2 separate regions of the Zea mays genome follow, and region 2 is linked to region 1. The links are chromatin contacts, called in public Hi-C maps. All regions are on one chromosome and are shown on one strand. The core of a region is the stretch at or near the end of the contact, and the rest is flanking DNA. Distances in the headings are between cores, read along the strand shown.

Region 1 (3,396 bases), core at 620-3,119:
TTATATAGAAGAAAAAAAGGCAAGATGGTATGTGTAATGATGTGGCAGAGACAGCACCATTCTAGATAGCATAGTTGCCGACTGGATAGGGTATTGTCTTCTTGTTTTCAGCATGGCATGTTCACCAGCAAAAGTTTGCTTAATAGTTAATATGATGCTGAGTGAAAGGGCCTCTAGCTGAGTTGGTTAGGTGGTCTGAGTCTCAGGTCATGGGTTCGACTCCTTGTGGGAGCGAATTTCAGACTGTGGTTAAAAAAATCCTCTCGTCTGTCACATGCCAAAGCACAGGTCTAGTCCCGGTCATTTCTCACGTGGGCTACGGTGTCGTTGTGTATGGGTGGGGCAGGGGTCAGGAGGCTCTTAACCCCCGCAGGTCAAGTTAGTATGATGCTGAACATTTTTTCCATCACAAGTGATAAAACTCACCAACTGTACATCCTCCGGTTCCCCTTTAAGAAAACGGGGATCGTCCAACACATCATGAATACTTTTTATTTTGGCCTGAACAGAGGTAGCTGCTTCATTCTCCTCCTCTTCTACTTCATCACCAAACGAGAGGACGTTAAGTTGCCTGAAAGATTAACAACTTTGGTCAAAACTACTCCAACATGCATTGCACGGTCATCCTAAGAACAGTGTGGAGGAAACTACTTACTTAACTGCCTTCTTCTTGGGTTTCACCTCAGCATCAGCCTTAGCAACAGATTCAGCCTTCTTAAGTTGCCTTGGAACAATATCCTCAAATGGGTCCCAGAGAACCTACAGAAACAGAAAAAGGAACCAGAAGAGTAAATTAGTTGGGATTGACAAGTAATGGAGAAACTATAAGGTAGGTTATATATCACCCAATGACCCAAGTAAAATATGGGTAACTATCATAATTTGAAATAAACACAAAATATGACATTTCATAATAGGCACCTCGACTGAAAGAATCTTCTGCACGTACACAGGTCGATCATCCTTATCAGTCTCAACGTCGGCCAAGGAAAGAAGGTTGAAAATAGAATCACCAGTAACCTGCAAAAAAACATGTAGCCAACCATGATAATTCCAAAGGAACGGCACACTGTACCATGACATGCACTGAAAGAAGCTCTCGAGTCTCGAGCTAGACCACATTACCTTCCCAAAGATGGTGTTCTTCTTATCAAGCCAATCACAACGGTCAAGGGTGATAAAGAATTGGCTCCCATTAGAATGAGATGTACCAGCATTGGCACAAGCCACTAAACCCCTGTGGTTAAACCTCAGCCGCGAGTGGAACTCATCCGCAAATGGAGCCCCATAGATGCTCTCACCCCCTGCAGGAGTGAAACCAAAAGGATGTCATCAGCTCCAAATCGAAGCACTTCACCCCCCACCACCCCTCAAACCCACGACAAAACGCCACAGCCTTATTTAACAAAACAATCAGATGATGTCACTCAGGCGTGAATACATCAAATTTGAGATATTAGTAATCTGATCGAGATCTACGAATCAATTCAGTAAACATCAGCATCATGGTGTGGAATCAGAAACCCTAGATACGTACAGGTAGGTATGCTCAAGGGCGAGGGGGGGCGGTCGATTGGGTTCGTACCAGTGCCGGAGCCAGTGGGGTCGCCACCCTGAACGAGGAAATTCTTGATGACGCGGTGGAAGAGGGTGCCGTCGTAGTAGCCCTCGAGGCAGAGCTGCACGAAGTTGCGCGCCGCCTTGGGGGCCTCCTTGGGCCACAGCTCGATATCGAGCGGGCCGGCCGTCGTCTGCACCACCACCTTCCCCTTCGTCGGGGGCTCAAGCACGTATACCGAAGACATCCTGCCTCACTCCTGCCGCCGCCGCCGCTGCTCTACCTCGCGCGCGCGTGCTCCCTTCCCTTTGGAACGGTCTAGGCGTCGGTCGGACCTCCGGCCGGGCGTGGCGGAGCTTTTTCGGAAGTCAGGTACGCCCAAGCCCAACACTGGGCTTCACCCCGAATCATGCAATTGGGCTTCAAGTTTTACTAGGAACGTGCCCGTGCGATGCAACGGAACACAAATTGCGACCCTTCACGGTACAGAGATTTGTTTGTTTGGGTTAAAAAAATATTTAATCCCTTAAAAAATACTCCACCGACTGTACTTCATTTTTTCTTGCATCGATGGTACAGAGATTTCTCTGCTGGTCTTTCTTCCTCGCGGGGTAAATTCCAGGAATCTTAGATCTAAAAGCTTGAATTTGATCCTTAGATTTTTTTATGTCAGTATATTCTCTCTTCTTATTTTTATGTGTTGATTTAATCCATGTTAGGTATATTTTGCAAGTCTAGCTTCTAGATAGATATGGATTGAATCGATTTTGACTTTTTTAAACACTAAACAGGATTCCATTAAACACTTGTGCCTGGCATATCACCGGTCACCAGCAAAGCTACAGAATCTGGCACACGATCGAGCCGCCACAACAGCGGACCATCCAAACAGTTCAAGCCAATGGCCGCCAGAGTATCAGCTACAACATTACAAAATCTGGGTACATAAAGGTTTTAATCTCCTCCATCAGAACTCATAGCACAGACCTATCAACACTTGAGTTAGACAGCGCTTCGGCTAGAACAGCTGCATCAGTCTCCAAAATAACATTTCTGATTCCCAGAACAGCTGCATACTACAAGAGAAAATGTAGAGCTGACAGCAGAGCATATGCAGAACCTGCTCCTGCTGCTACAACTATACCAATATGATTTCTGATTACAAAGCCCCATCTGGCATTTTTAGAAGTAGGAGTAAAAGCACCGTCACAGTTAATCTTGTACACATCTTTGGGAGGAGCCCTCCATTTTGGCTTTCTAGATGATATAGTAGGAAGCTTGCACAAGTGTGTTGCCTTTGTCCATGCCTGAAAATGGAAGAAAACACCATTAATCACTTCTTGCGCCGATTTTCTCCTTTCACCGAAAATGATCTTATTACGTGCAGACCACCGGGACCATAAGAATAAAATTATTTTGCATTGTCAATCATTGTCAAAATTCCAGATTTTATGCAGCACTGCCTGAGGAGAATTCTTTCTCATTAACGGCTAGTTTGACAACTTCATTTTCCTGAGGGATTTACCTTAGGAAAATGAAAATCCCTTGGAAAAATAGAGTGGTCAAGCTAGCCCTAAAATGATTCTTTTATCCTCCATGTTTAGCAGTTGCCAGCCTTGCCTCCTTGCATTTAAAAAATAGATGATTTGGATCTTCATCAAACCTTGAGCACATTGGGCAAAGAGTGTCCAGATCCCCTCCCCTCATTACTATATTCCGCTTCACCTGCAAAGCATTGTGAGCCATGCGCCATACAAACATTTTGACTTTATTCAGGACATCCATTTTCCATATCCTACCCCAATCAAATGCATTCTCTTTAGAATCTGAGGTGGAAG
Region 2 (3,499 bases), core at 352-2,851, 130 kb after region 1:
TTCATCGTGGTCCTAGATGGAGTCTTGAGCGCCTCGACGCTGGCCACGAGCCCCTCGAGATCCTTACCAGTGACGCGGGCGTCGAGGAGGAGGCGATGGATGAAAGTGAGGGAGGGGACCAAGGGGGGTCTATTGCAATGGTTCAGAGGGGCAAGGAGGCAGGGGCAACACGTGGGGCAAACGCAGGCGAGGGGGCGAAGTGGAGGGAGGCGAGGATGGTGGGCGTTTGGCGCGGGCGCGGAGGAGGCGAGGAGCGTGGGATGTGTGGCAATGCGTGAAGCATGGGATGTAAGGGCTTGCGACCGACGATAGCGTGGAGGGGTCGATATAGATGGCCCAATGGATCGTGTCTAGCGGACCGGCCCGAGGCACGATCTATTTAATAGTGTCGTGGCATTGACCCAACACTATTACAATGGGGCACATGCCAGCCCGACCCGAGAGGTGTGTTATGCTTGGGCCGCTGTCTCGGCCCATAGTGTCGACCCGATCTGACATGATTTTTTTTATTATTTTAAAAACTCAGTCTACACATATTTATAACACCTATTGACTATTAGACACAAACATGTGGGCTCAAGTGGCTAGTAGAACATAGCTAGTGTCATTCGGTGCCTATACCAAGGTGCCGCATGGGTTCGATCTCCCTCCCCGCGCAATAATTTTGTGGACTATTTTTCTATAGACGTTGGGGCAGGGGTATGGTTCCACCTGTGGTCTACACTATCGTCTTAGGTAGTGTTTTGGATGGCTCTAGGTTTCGACTCTAGTTTGGAGTTGTATTTTATAATATCAATTTTCATAGTTTTAAAAAATATTTTAATCTAAATAATAAATAAAATAATTTATCTAAATGTCTTCTAAAGACTTATAGCTCCAGCTCTATGATTTTCTGAAATAGCTAATGACTTGTTCCACCAACTTTATTAATTTTTTTTGAAGTTGAAGCTATCTTAAATAGGACCTTAATAGTTAGTATAGTGTATAGATATGAGTATATGACTGAGCATCCGCAGGCTCGACCGCCAAAATTATACGCACGGGTCCCAATCTCCCAGATTTCCTGATACGGCATCGTCGTTACGTCACAAATTCCCTTGCGTGGCGCACAATTTATATTTATAAATAATTAGTCATCTTAAACAAATTTTGGCGTCACTGGTCATGGCATTTTTTGTCCTAGACATGGCATGCGGGCTAGTCTCTGATTAACCTTTTGTTAGCCTATTAATACTCGTGTATAATCTTTGTCGCCATTATGCATCCTGATATAGAGTTTGCAGGTGCCTCCAAGATTATCCTAACATCTCGATAACCAAGATGAACAGCAGAATATTCATGAGATCCAAACTCCAGAACACTGCTATCACTGTAATATCTCTTTTTTCAACTATAATCGTATTTGCAATTTACAATATGGCGATGATCCATATGAAGAAGGCGACACAACGAACGACTCGGTAGATGTGGAGAACCTTTTCCACAAGCTTAACTGCTTAATGACCACGAGCTTTTCCAAAAGCAGCTCGGGGAGACCAGGGGCATCCGGCCCCTTTTCACTACAGTATGGAGAAACATAGATTGTGGACCCTTCGCCCAACAAAATTGGGAGAGGATCGAGGAAAGAACCAACCAACCAATCAAACCAAAGACAATACATCTAACAAGCCCTGACCAGAGAGCAAAAGGCACGAGCGTATGTACATGAGTTATGCACAGGTTGAGCGGAGAAAAAGAATGTGCAAAAAGGGACATGCAGCTGGAAGGACCACCCTGTTAGTCCTTTCTTTGGTGTAGGAAGGTGAAGCCAGAATTCTCCCGGATCAGAGGTGGCATGTCGACATCTGTTACCTCGATTTCTGTCATCGACTTCGAGATGTCGTCCACCGAAAACGGAATGCTGTGATTAGGAGCACACTGTGTCAAGCAACGGCCTTCAAGTCAACAATACGTATATCTGAGTAGGAATAAGCAAAAACAATAACCTGGAATCATCATCCAACAGGAACGAACTGCTGACCGCGTTATTAGAATCTTCTGTCATCATTACTCTCATACTTGAGATGACCTATAACATCATTTTGTTTTTTTTTTTCCATCAGAAACCAAATAGCGCCATATCTTGACACAATAGAGTGAGAAAATTTGAGCTGATTAACAACTTAAACAAGTAGAACAAGGCTTACATCTGATGAAACAGTGTGGGTACCGTACTTATCATCCCAGTACATTGTACTGATTCGATATAGCTGTTGTATGCTAAGGACCTGAGAGATTAACAAAACATGTGACAAGCTGTATGTCATATAACTTGCAAATGTTGACGAGTAGCTGAAGTTAACCGAGTTCAGAGATACTTACAGGGCACAGATCGTTGGTAATTTCTTTCAATGTTTTCTTTGGCTTTTGATGAATCACCTATAATATAATAGAATATCTATTTTCAGCTTAAAAAAGTTACAATAAAATAGAACATCCAATCAGCATAGAATACGTACAAGGAATCCAACAGCCTGCCTAATATGTTTTAATTCTTCCCAGGAAGAACCTGCATACTGTCCGTGCAACATAACATTAGCATATAAATCCAATATTGTCCAAAGTTATAAAAAAAAAAGAGTTTGTCTTTACCTCTTCTGTTGCATAAATGCACCACTGCTCTAATTCTGCCAATCCAGCTTTCACATATTCTCCGTTGCTAAATGAACAGCACTCCCGTCGAAGAAGAAGACTACAATACAAGGACTTCCTTAAAACCAGAAAGAGAACTTAACGTAGCACAGGTAGAGCAACTATGAATCATACCTATTAAATAACTGAACATTAATAAATGAAAAGATTTGAGTGAACACTTTGCTGATTAAGACTGAAGGGACCTGTCAAAATCAATGAGAATCATGTCAATGCAAATACTTAAAAAATGGGATGTGAGTCATGTCAACTCATAGTTTAGGTGACATACATAATTTGCTTTTAAAACATTCAAGTAATTTGTCAATATTTTCACAATGCTCTGCCAATGTGCAATCAGAGTTTGCTGAGCTAAGGCATTTGCTTGGGAACGTGACCCTTTAATTAGGCTTGCACGGGATGTTCTTGGTGCCTGGAAATTAGAGATCGAGTAAGCAATAAGTCATGATGTCAACTCCATAAATAACAAATAGTATAATGACAATTGTTGGTACCTGGATGCAAAGGCCAAGCAAAGGAGATATCTCCTTTTTCAAATTGTCTCTTATCATTCCATAGATCTTCTCAAGGAAAGCTGTGAGCTGTTGCTTGAAAAGCAGGGCAGGGTACTTGGCTTCAACTTGACGAAGGTCACCTAGACCTCCAATCAAGCGACTTCCCATAAAAGCACGCCCAGCACTTTGTGGTGAGGCTCGCATCCCCTTTATATTTCAGAAACAGTGAATTACATAGTTTTCTTGACTAGAAAACTAGAATGCCAAGTAAAAAAAACAGGGGTCAAGAAAATGCTTTACCGAAAACACCCTCC

The links. A called contact is a pair of places that touch in the nucleus more often than the background predicts.
Region 2: a Hi-C map of leaf shows a contact between it and region 1, with 2.1 times the contacts expected there. The contact joins the enhancer-like site here to the promoter of LOC100282308 in region 1. A contact is called at or near these places in 2 of 25 Hi-C or Micro-C datasets (both in leaf).

The regions. Positions count from the first base shown.
Region 1 is chr3:226,361,753-226,365,148 of Zm-B73-REFERENCE-NAM-5.0, forward strand. LOC100282308 (peptidyl-prolyl isomerase CWC27) reads right to left here and starts at 1,870. Exons shown (of 11, transcript NM_001155220.2): 1 at 1,586-1,870; 2 at 1,126-1,304; 3 at 922-1,020; 4 at 656-759; 5 at 427-571. The coding sequence starts at 1,805. It overlaps LOC103651529 (a long non-coding RNA gene), which reads left to right and starts at 1,842. Exons shown (of 4, transcript XR_564798.2): 1 at 1,842-1,930; 2 at 2,350-2,509.
Region 2 is chr3:226,492,595-226,496,093 of Zm-B73-REFERENCE-NAM-5.0, forward strand. It overlaps LOC541763 (myosin 1), which reads right to left. Exons shown (of 39, transcript NM_001111455.1): 30 at 3,486-3,499; 31 at 3,186-3,392; 32 at 2,963-3,103; 33 at 2,806-2,876; 34 at 2,632-2,731; 35 at 2,499-2,555; 36 at 2,362-2,418; 37 at 2,187-2,267; 38 at 1,986-2,068; 39 at 1,367-1,900. The coding sequence ends at 1,777. Among protein-coding and RNA genes, the nearest start is that of LOC541763, 19 kb to the right of the region's middle. Within about 2 kb of position 1,602, at least 9 of the 20 cell types and tissues checked have an H3K27ac peak or open chromatin away from gene starts, as enhancers often do. A contact at or near this core is called in leaf, where this site is marked.